Linked DNA regions of Mus musculus: all the other regions are linked to region 3. The links are chromatin contacts, called in public HiChIP or PLAC-seq maps. All regions are on one chromosome and are shown on one strand. The core of a region is the stretch at or near the end of the contact, and the rest is flanking DNA. Distances in the headings are between cores, read along the strand shown.

Evidence for each region. HiChIP or PLAC-seq counts read pairs in DNA pulled down with a chosen protein or histone mark.
Region 1: an H3K4me3 HiChIP or PLAC-seq map of embryonic stem cells shows a contact between it and region 3, with 6 times the contacts expected there. The contact joins the promoter of Irf2 here to the promoter of Slc25a4 in region 3. A contact is called at or near these places in 6 of 39 promoter capture datasets (the 3T3-L1 cell line, embryonic stem cells, hippocampal neurons and 2 more), 2 of 484 Hi-C or Micro-C datasets (embryonic stem cells and nephron progenitors) and 6 of 115 datasets of contacts at active chromatin or transcription factors (the NIH/3T3 cell line, astrocytes, bone marrow-derived macrophages and 2 more).
Region 2: a contact with region 3 is called in an HNF4G HiChIP or PLAC-seq map of pancreatic cancer cells. The contact joins the promoter of Tlr3 here to the promoter of Slc25a4 in region 3. A contact is called at or near these places in 7 of 39 promoter capture datasets (the 3T3-L1 cell line, 3T3-L1-derived adipocytes, hippocampal neurons and 2 more) and 3 of 115 datasets of contacts at active chromatin or transcription factors (embryonic forebrain, embryonic stem cells and pancreatic cancer cells).

Annotation. Positions count from the first base shown.
Region 1 is chr8:46,738,261-46,741,690 of GRCm38.p6, forward strand. Irf2 (interferon regulatory factor 2) reads left to right here and starts at 1,485. Exons shown (of 9, transcript NM_008391.4): 1 at 1,485-1,676. Gm16675 (predicted gene, 16675) reads right to left here and starts at 1,255. Exons shown (of 3, transcript NR_045750.1): 1 at 902-1,255.
Region 2 is chr8:45,408,736-45,412,260 of GRCm38.p6, forward strand. Tlr3 (toll-like receptor 3) reads right to left here and starts at 1,645. Exons shown (of 7, transcript NM_001357316.1): 1 at 1,565-1,645; 2 at 1,061-1,243.
Region 3 is chr8:46,209,777-46,213,183 of GRCm38.p6, forward strand. It overlaps Slc25a4 (solute carrier family 25 (mitochondrial carrier, adenine nucleotide translocator), member 4), which reads right to left and starts at 1,286. Exons shown (of 4, transcript NM_007450.5): 1 at 1,036-1,286. The coding sequence starts at 1,146.

The DNA of each region.
Region 1 (3,430 bases), core at 235-2,734, 530 kb after region 3:
TAATGACCTGTGGTTATTAGGCTTTTAACTTAGGTGCCTGGTGGGTAAAGACATACAACTACCATGCAGTGTGTATATCCCTGTGGTTACTGATATATGAAATATAAATGCAAGGAGTGTGCAGTGTTATTATGGGAGAAATAAAGGACACTGTGCAGGAAGGATCTATTTTGAGGCCACAAGACAGGGTCCTTAATCTCACTGCTCTCCTTCTACAAGGGCATGCATACTTTCCTTTATCCCTGTCTGTGGAATCCACTAATTCTATGGCAAAGAGGAGGTAGAATTATTTTTCAGATGTTTACACATAGATAGTGACAGTCTCCTAGGGTGGGATGCTTTCCCCAGTGGTTAGAGAAGGCAGGTGGTGGGCTGAGGAAACTGTAAGCCAGGCAAGAAGCAGGTGTAACTAAATGTAAGGGAATACTTTTAAAGTTAAGTGACCAAACAGCAAGAGGTTCCAAGCGAGCTGGCCTAGTAGAGCCCATAGGCCGCTGCACCTGTCATAGGTACTGGGCCCTCTTCTTGCATTCAGTATTGTCTCCACGGAACAGCACAGAGGACAGCAGCCAAGGATGTTCAACCAATAAGGACAGCCAAATTTAGGAGTTAACAGGCAGCGTTCCCTCCAGGTTCAGTCCCAATCAAGACAGTTTAAGTTCATGTAACTCAAACCCTTGCATTTTGCAGGAACTGGACCGGTTATGGCAAAGACATGAAGTAACTTTGGAGAGTGACTTTCTAGGGGAAGGCCTTCCTAACCATCCTAGCTTCCACACTGAGTGCCAGGCTGGCCCTTCAACCCCCCTCAAACCCCCCCCCCCCCCCCGTTCCCCAGTAGGAGATCCAATAAAGTAGGGGCACAAGTAATGCCGTCTTTTCAGCTGACTTCGTTCCTTACATTCCTTTGCAGCGGGCGACTTTCCAAGATGAGTTTGTATATGCAGCCTGTGCACAGCGGTTCTGAGCACTTAAGCCACAGGTCGGGAAGGGTCCCCAGGCTTCCGGGGCTCTCTCTGGTCCATCTCCACCCTTCAGGTAGGATGTAGAGTCAGGTCATCTCCTTCCTTCCCTACGGCCACCACCAGCTGGTGGCCAGCTCCCAAGCCAGCGCCCCGTCCACCACTTCTGGTGCCCCACAGTCCCAGCGTGGCCCCGGTGAAAAGCGCGCGCCCTTCGGCGCGATCCCCACGCTCACACGCGCTGCCGCTTGTTGCTCCCCGCAGCCGCGACGTGGGGAAGTGAAAATGAAATTGACTTTTCCGAGAAATGATGAAAGCCGTGCCGGCCGCCAATGAACAGCGGCGGCGAACTTCCGCACCTCCAGGCTGGCGGCTGGAGCCCTCCCTCTGCCTCCACCTCCGGGTTGCACAAGCTTGAAACAAACACTGGGGAGGAAGGGCGGGGAGGGAGGAGGGCGGAGGGGGAGCGAGGGAGGGAGCGGGGCCGGGAGAGGGCGGGGGTGGGGGGGATTTCCAGCCTCGGCTCCTCGCAGTTTCCTCTCCTTGTTTTGCTTTCGATCTGGACTGTTCTCAGGCAAGCCGGGGACTAACTTTTAGTTTTGCTCCTGCGATTATTCAACTGACGGGCTTTCATTTCCATTTTACACACCCTAACAACACTCACACCTTGCGGGATTGTATTGGTAGCGTGGAAAAAAAAAAGCACATTGAGAGGTAACATTTTTTTTTTTCAAATAATAGTTGTGGCTGTGCGTGTGTTTTCTCTCGAGGGCATGTTGACGGGGACAGGAGGAGCTATGTATGTATGTGCGTCCTGATGCTTTGACACGATGTTTTGCAGACGGAAAAATGCCGGGGTTCATAAATATTAATACCGATTTTTGGAGGAAGAGTCGGCGCAGTTATGGATCATCTGATTTTAGGGGAAGCAGGGGTCTGCTGCTGTTGCCGCTGGTACTGGGGCTGCTGAGGCTGCAAAGAGGAGGAGGTAGAGAGGGAGGAGGAGGAGGTTAGTGAAGGTTTAATTTCACTTTTGGATTTGCAGATGAGAAGAGGTGGCTCCATGGACACAGATCTGCTCTGTGTGATTCTGCGCTCCAGGTGTCGTGTGTTGTGGGTACAGGTCCGTTGGAGTCCGGCCTCATTTAAAATAAAATTGGTGTGTGTGTGTGTGTGTGTGTGTTGTATGTGTATGAGTGTTTACAGACACTGTCGCCACCAGGTCCGAGGAAGGGAACCGGGTTCTTCTCGGTGCCCAGCGGCCCTTCTTTCCCGGCGGTCTCTGGTGTAAATAGACTGGCACCCGCGGTCCCTAGATGCCCGTGCCCGGGCAGTGACCACTGTAAACTTGAAGGCTGCCCTAAGGCGGTCCCAGGATGCGCTCGCCCGCGGGGCTTGGGGTCGGGTGACCGGCGTCTGGTGCCAGTGGACACTCGGGCCGGGCGGGCTCCGCGCGCGGCTGGGCGCGGGCCTGGCCGGCGCGCCCGGCTTCCTGGGGACTGGGCCGCCGCCACACGCCAGGAACGTCGCGTCCTCCTCCCCGCCGGCCAGCGTCTGGCCTGGCCTCCGGGCTTTGTCACTGCACTTGTCCCAGCGCGTGAGGCGCCTCGGAGGCGCGTCCCCGGAGGGCTCCGCGCTCAGGGGTCACCCACCCCGGCGCGGCCTAGCTGCGAGTGCCTCCGGGTCCCCGCGGGCGCCCCCGGGGCCGGCCTGGCGCGCTGGGCCCCGACCCGCCTTGGCTACGGAACGGGCGAGGTGTGGGGGCGGGGAACCTCCGGGGACCGAGCGGCGCCCGGCGGGCTAGCATGGGGTTGGGGGTGAGGCTGACGAACGCTTGGGGTCTCCGGGACGTGGTGGGAATGAGTGCCCGCCCTGTGCCCTCCGACCCGCTCCGGGCGCCGGGTGACATTCGCCCGCCGGCCGAACATGGTTGGTGCAGAGCGGCAGCCACCACTTCCTCTCCGCCCCGCCGGCCCGGCTCTCTGGGCGAGCGATGCGGGCCGCGGCCAATCGCGGTGCCCAGCTAGTCCCTGTCGCTCGGCCTTGGGGGCCGGCTCCCCTGAGCGGCCCGGGAAGCCTTCGCGAGAGCTCAGGGCCCCGGCTCCCCGGACGCTGTCCGCTGGGCCCCGGCTCTCGGACCGTTTGCCACCCTCAGTCCCTCGCCCCTTAGGAGCAGGGAAGGGAAGGAGGCTAGTAGCCTCCGCCGCGAGCCAGGACTGTGCTCGGGCCCCAGGTGAGACGCCCGGATCAGTCGGTGGAGGCGAGATCCTTGGTGGTCGGATGTAAATAAGACCCCTGGGATTGGCAGGCCACCTTGTCACTCGTTTGCGAGCGGGTTTGCAGGTCCTTAAGCCCAGTGTGTTTGAAACTTGGGGGACATGTTTCTTGTCCCCTCCTCCCTCCCGCGTGGGCACTCCTTGTCCTTCCTTGGTTGTGTCTGTACCAGGGAGGCAAAGTAGTCCTGGGGT
Region 2 (3,525 bases), core at 395-2,894, 800 kb before region 3:
CTGTAAATAGAAATTAGAATTACTAAGGACCAATGCATTTCCAAACTGTATCCCTGAATAACTGAAAGACAGTCTCAATCTGAAAACAAACTTCATTGAGAGTGAAAAGCAAAAAAAAAAAAAAATCCACCCCCCCAAAAAAAATCCACTAATGAAGCAGGCTGCATGAAAAACAAGGTCATGAGTGACTAGAATGTTAGGGAATTCAGAATGGTGACCACATGCACAAGCAGAAAGACAGAGAAAGTGGGAGGGGGACAAATCCTAAACAGCGTGTTAAGGAGATCATAAAACTTTTTTCATCAGTAACACGAGTTAGTAGGTAATAGTTAATAGTAAGGAAAAGCTTTCAAAACAGTTAGATACGTGTCAACACAAAATCACATCATAAAGTCATGAGAAGAGCTTATGACAACTTCTATATGGTGAAGGTTGACTGCTTTCCCCAAACTAGTCCATAATTTGCCAGCCTGGTTTCTGGCCTTACTCTACAACTTCCAGAACAGCCTGCCCTCCTCTCCTGCTGCCCTTCTTCATTCTGTAACAGAAAGTGACTGGCCAGTTCCTAGAAACATCTGAGAATTTGTCCTTTCTCAAGAACATTGTCATGGAGTGCCAGGTCTTCCTTTCTAGCTCACTAAATACAAAGGACTTTTTAACCTTCTGCGTTTTTGTTGTTGTTGTTGTTGTTGTTGTTTTATTTTGTTTTTGGAAAAGGTGCAATTTTTTAAAAAGTATTTTTAACTACCTTTTAATATAATCCTTTTACTTGCTCTTTGATGATTTCATACTATTCATTACACATACATATGTATTTTGATCTTGTTTACCCCTTACACCCCTCAGAGCCACATTCACCCACTTTTTAAAGCCTTTTACAAAATCACTTTGAATGCTTTCTCAAAGTATCTTTCCAAGAAGAGAAGTCTATAGAGGAAGTATGTTCTTGCTGCTGTTGTTTTAGTTGCTGCATAAAATTGGCATTTCATCACAAGATATCAGAATTTGTAGCTAAATTTACATTTGGAACTATGGTGCATTTTTCCCCTTCTCCCAATACCTGCATCATCTTCTATCTTCTTTTGGTGCGCGATTGTGATTCAGGCAGTTTAACTTCCCAGATAGAGAACAGGTGCGTCAACCTCAAAAGCCAAGTACATTCTGATTTTACTCAGCCTGAGGTCCTGCATCCCCTTAGTTTTCATTCAGACTTTTTTTTTTAAATCACACATTTCCTTTCAGCCTGAAAGTGAAACTTAAGTTGAGAGAGAGAGAGAGAGAGAGAGAGAGAGAGAGAGAGAGGGGGGGGGGGGGAGGGGGAGAGGGAGAGGGAGAGAGAGAGGATATTTTCAGCGAAACAGTTAAATTGTTATTAAACTGTTACCCTTTTTTAGTTTCTTTTTAAGGGCCTCCTGGGATTCATTGAAATGGTCACAAATCGACCTTCAGGGAGGAAGGTGTAAGCCGAGGAACCGGCCGCCGCCTGGGGGCAGAATTCTGGAAGTCAGTAAGTTTCTGGCTTCAGAGCCAAGCCCTCTGCAGTGGGTTTCAGATCCTTGCAAACCTGTGATATGCGCAGTGCATGGTCTGAGGTTGGGACTGCCGCCCAGAGACCCAGAGTGCTGGTCGGGAATCGCGCATAGTGGGAGGGGCCAACAGGGACCGGCCGTGTGGGGAAATGGGATGTGTCTAAACAAAGTGAAAGCCATTCACTTACCTCGCTTTATCTTCTTTGCAAAATGAGTAAAGTCGAACTTAATCTCTTAGGTAAAAATGGCCATCCAGTTTTCCAGCAGGAAATGTTGAGGACATCTCGGACACAGGAGGAGGTCCTGCCTCAAAAGCAGGAAACTCCCAGAAACAACTAGGCCGGGAAATAACAATGGGGGAAGGGAGCAGGGAGGGAGGAAGGAAGGCAGAAGTTTGGTCCAGCACTGGGTGTCACAAAGAGCCTTTCTTACTCAAGCAGGCCCAGTTTTCCACAAAACCCACAAATTAGGCATCAGTAGGCATCTGTTTGGTCAGAGAAGAGCTCGGGATTAACTCCTTCTTCCTCAATTAGCTATGAGGACTCCAACTGGTTAAAGAAACGGAGTTGCAAGGGAATGAAGTCAGTTTTCTTTTCATTACAGATGAGCAATGACATAGTATTCAGCCAGGTTGTTATTTAGTTTTAAAAAAAAAGTTAAACGTAATAAAGCATACAAGAAATGGGAGAGCACCTGACCTGATCTTCTTGTCTTGAAGCCAAGAGAGGGGAGTGCCTGAGCTCTCAGTCAATAGTTCCTTTGTTTGGCAGAGGTGAAAGTGGAAAAGGTGAATGGCCACAGAAGTGAAAGCAAGAAGTAACTTTGTATCCTGGTGCAAATTGCTCTTCCCTGGCCCCAGGAGGTTACTTCCTGTGGTTACCTGGCTCATGGCTACACTCTTAGCTCAACACCATAAGCAAGCACTTTGTCCTCAGTAAATTAATGACCTCTACATTGATCCACCTGGATGCCAACACAACGTTGATAGTCTTGGCAAGATTTCACCTCTGTGGGTTCCTTGAAAACAGGTTGGGCTGCATTTTTGTAATTTTACTTCTGACACCATCTCACAGAAGAACTTGCTAGCCTCTAAAGGACTAGTCTCCTGACAGAGAATCGGCTGCTGTATGGTCCTCTCCCACACTGACCCTTGGCTTGGGTAGCTTTGACCAAGTGGATATCTGTCTGGTTCTGAGTCCATTAGGGAAGCCTGATAAGTGCCTCTGTATTTAAGACTTGTCTTCTTGGAACACCAGTCTCTCTCAGGCTTCATTGGAATCTGGGGCTCCAATGCTATGCAATCAGAAGCCTAGATTAGCTGTGCAATGGATATAAGGAGGGGAATGTGCATGCTCACGAACACCTAGGAGATGGCTAACATGGACTCTGGCTGCATGGGAGACAGTCCTCCAATCTACTTTAACTTACTGCAGTTTCTTCAGCAATGACCTTGAATGACCTTCTTCAACAAGTTCTGCCAACATCCCAGAAAAGCTGCAAACCATCTTGCTGCTGCTTTACTGTTTAGAAATGGAGTGATAGGCCATGCAGCATTAGATAAGTACAATATACTTCCTCTATAATCTATAATATCTTATGCTTTGTAATTCTTTACAGATATTAGGTTAGCTGTAATGTTAGTTGACTAGTAAGTGGCTTCAAATAAATAGAGAACTTTTTTTTCAAGTGTACATATCTTGGCATGTATATGTGTACATACTGGGGGTGGGGGACATATGCACACATGTGCACATATTCATCAAGGCGTGAAATTGATTTGGGGTATTTTCCTTTATTGTGCTACACTTTGTTCATTGAGGAAGGGTCTCTCAACTGAACTGAGAGCTCCTTGCTGCTAGCCTAGCTGACCAGCCTGCTCTGGATATCCCATCCTCACCTTCTAGGCCCTAGAAGTCTCAGGCAAGCCCCTTCATCCACCTGACATTTACCTAGGTTCTGGGAACCCCAAATGTGTTCCTCAAGCATGCTTTTGGCA
Region 3 (3,407 bases), core at 36-2,535:
TTTAATGTATCAGGAAATCAGTTACCAAGAACATACCAATAAATGTTAGTTACTTGACTAAGCTAAAAAGCAGTCCAATTTCTCGACATTATAAGGACATTTGAGCGAAATTCCCTGCAGGCTTATGGGGAATGGCAATAAAGATCCCTCCCTCAAGGGCTCTTAACATGGTGAGCAGATGACAATGTCCCTGCTTTACTCGAATGTCCCCCGAGACAAGGTTGTCTTAACAGTAGGTGTCTGAAAATTTTCAAGCAGATAATTCAAGTGATTAGTGAGTTACTACTGCCGTGGCCAATCTGTTGGAGCATTTTGTGTTATGTTTAAATGCCCAAACGGCTCTTCCCCATTGAACAGCGTTTGCCTTTGAGATGGATCAGATGATGATGGCAGGCCCCTTCAATGACCGGGGAGAAAATTATATGGGGACAAGATGGCCAAGGCGGTCTGAATTTATCCTGAATATTACTTCTGGATTTCTGCCTCAGTGTCTCCATCTGTGAATACGGGCCAAGGACGATTCCTATCTTGCAGAGGTTATAGGAAAGATGAATGAAATCAATGTCAAGTTATAGCGCAGCGCACGCGACATAGAGCGAACCCCAGTCAATGATTAATCTGATGCTTCAATTGTCAAGGGTGGATGCAGATAAGAAGGTGCAGAGGATGTGGCCAAAGGGTGAGGCCCGCCTAAGAGGCCTTAGATGGAATGTCGCTTGCTGTACCGGGCACAGGATCTGGCTCGAGGTAGACCAGCTTCGGGGTGGGTTTCCATATATAGACACCCCAACGCGGGCGCCACCCGACACCAGGAATCTGCCACTGACGCTGGACCTGTATCTGCGTAGAGGGCACCTTCCCCTTCGCCTAGGCCCCGGGCTTGCGGCCTAGCACAGATTTTTCCGCAGCGTCGCGCGCGCCCGCGCCGCAGCATCCCCGCGCCCCGCCCGCATCCCTGCGCCCTGACGCGCGCGCCCCGCCCCGCATCCCCCCAGCGCCCTGCCGCGCCCCGCTCGCGCCCCCAGCCGTCCTGACCTGCAGCAGCAGTTTGACCCTCTCGATCGGGGCGACCGCCGTCTTGGAGACGGCGGCGGCGATGCCACCTGCCAGGAAGTCCTTAAGAAAGCTCAAAGCCTGATCCCCCATGCTGAAAGCCGGGCGCACACAGCCTGCAAGGAGCCGCTCGTTTGCTCTTGCCTACGCCCGGCCAGGCACCGCCACCCCGAATCCGTCCCTGCACGACGCGAAGGGACCGCCCGCCTGACCGCAGCCCTCCTTATATCCCCGGCTCGGCGTCTCGCGAGAGGAGGAGGGACCCCGGCGAGCGCGCAGCGCGCATTGGCTGGGCTGGTCCCTGGACAGCCCCTCTCCATCCCCCTCCTTTGCAGAGGGCATTGGGGGCGAAGACGCTTCCGGGAGCTAGGGGTGGGTTGGGGGCTGTGCCTGCAGCTTGGGACGTTTAAAGGGCAAATTCATGCTATCTGTCCCAGCGAGCCGAGGGAACACCGTGTCTCTGCTGCATGTGGACCGTTGTATTTATAGCTCACGAGGGTTTAGCCTGGGGACGACCTGGGGACAGAGAGGGGGCCCCTTGATGCTTCAAGGGAAGCTCTTTTTGACCTCGATCTTGCACCACGGTGCTTTTGGCCAAGAAGGTTTCAGGCTTCCACCCCTTCCCGTTGTCAGGGCGTTTCCAACTAGAGCTCCCTGCCTGGATTCGGGCCTCTGCAGAACTCTGCGTTTCTGCAAATAAATCATACTCCTCCCAAATACATACTAACATCTTTTTAATGCCATTATTGCCTCATAGTAGAGGGCAAGCTCCTGTCTCCGACTTCTCTCCATTCAATCCTTGAACCATTCAGTCAATAGAAAATATGTATGCACCGGGCACTCTGCGCCATCAGGGAAAAAGAAAAAAAGCAGAATGCAGCGGCGCTAGGTGGATTCTCAGTTTGGCAGTGAATGTGGATGTGTGGCTTTTCTGTTAACTCGGCCTGTCACACTGACACACAGGCCGAGGACTCCTAAGGAAAAGACTCTCCTTTATTAGCTCCTAGTCTCTCTCAGCTCTTGGGATTCTCTCGTGGACAGACCTCTAAAGGGCTTGAATGCGTGCTCAGCTCTTAATGGAATCTCAACCGTATTTCGTGCAGGATGGTTCCAGTTGGCTGGCGGCTTCTTAAGGATCAGAGTCCTCAGACTTTTGGGAAGGTCGACTCCTTGGCTGTGTCTGACTCTATAACAGACAGCTTGAGGTTGGGGGAGGGGGGCCGAGGCACTGTCTAATCCCAGGAAAGTGATTGCAGTTTTTTTTTGTTGTTGTTGTTGTTGTTTTTTGTTTTTAATACATGGATGTGAGATTTCGTTACCCTCACCTCATTTAAGGCAGTTCAAATATAACTGTGCATATTTTCCATACTGCTGCCCCTTCCACAAGAATGAGTGCTATTAGGGTTTTTTTGTTGTTCTTTTCTTTTCTTCGTTTAACTTCAAGCCCCTTACTCTGTTCTTTTCCCACATTTGCTAACCTTCGTTTGGACATCGGTCAAGGCAGTTCATCTTTTTAAAAGTTTGCTGATCTATGCATATTTCATGTTAGGTGCTGACTGAGCTGCACCTGTGTGTCGCTCAGAGCCTAAAGACTTACTAGAGCAGAGGTCACTGGCGGGATGCCAGGAGCACATAGGTGATGTATTTATTTGCAGTTGGGAGAAACAAGGCTGGGACCCGTTACCATGTTGCTGGAGGTCAAAGAAGACACACGCATAGACAAACATAAAAGGCATCTCTGTGTTCCTTCACCAGATACCAACTGAGCAATCACTGTGTACCAGGAAGTGTGGCCTCTAAAGGAAACGCAAGTAGCACCTTGAGCCACCTCCAAGGACCTTTAAGTTCAGGGTTGTCCATCACAGTTTCACACAGCAATTTCCATGGACAATAAAATTTCTATATTAGTCATAATTATAATTGTGTGTCTACTCCATTTGGCTCTATAAATATTGGGAAGTAAATGAAGCCATTTCCTTTCAGTTCTGTGTTAGAGGTTGCCTACTTAATTACCTATTTGTCTTTACTTAATTACCAATTTGTTTTTACTTAATCACCTATTTGTTTTTATTTTTATTTTTCATTTATTAAGGGTTAAAGCAAAATTACAACTTTTATTTCTTTTATTGAAAATATGTTTTTTTCATATAGTATATTCTGATTATGGGTTTCCCTCCCCTTGGTTTTCCCAGTTTCTCTACCACTCCCATCCAAATCCACAGCCTTTCTGACTCTCATTACAGAACAGTCATGTGGGGGCTGGAAAGATGGCTCAGTGGTTAAGAGCACTGACTGCTCTTCCAGTGGTCCAGAGTTCAATTCCCAGCTACCACATGGTGGCTCACAACCATCTC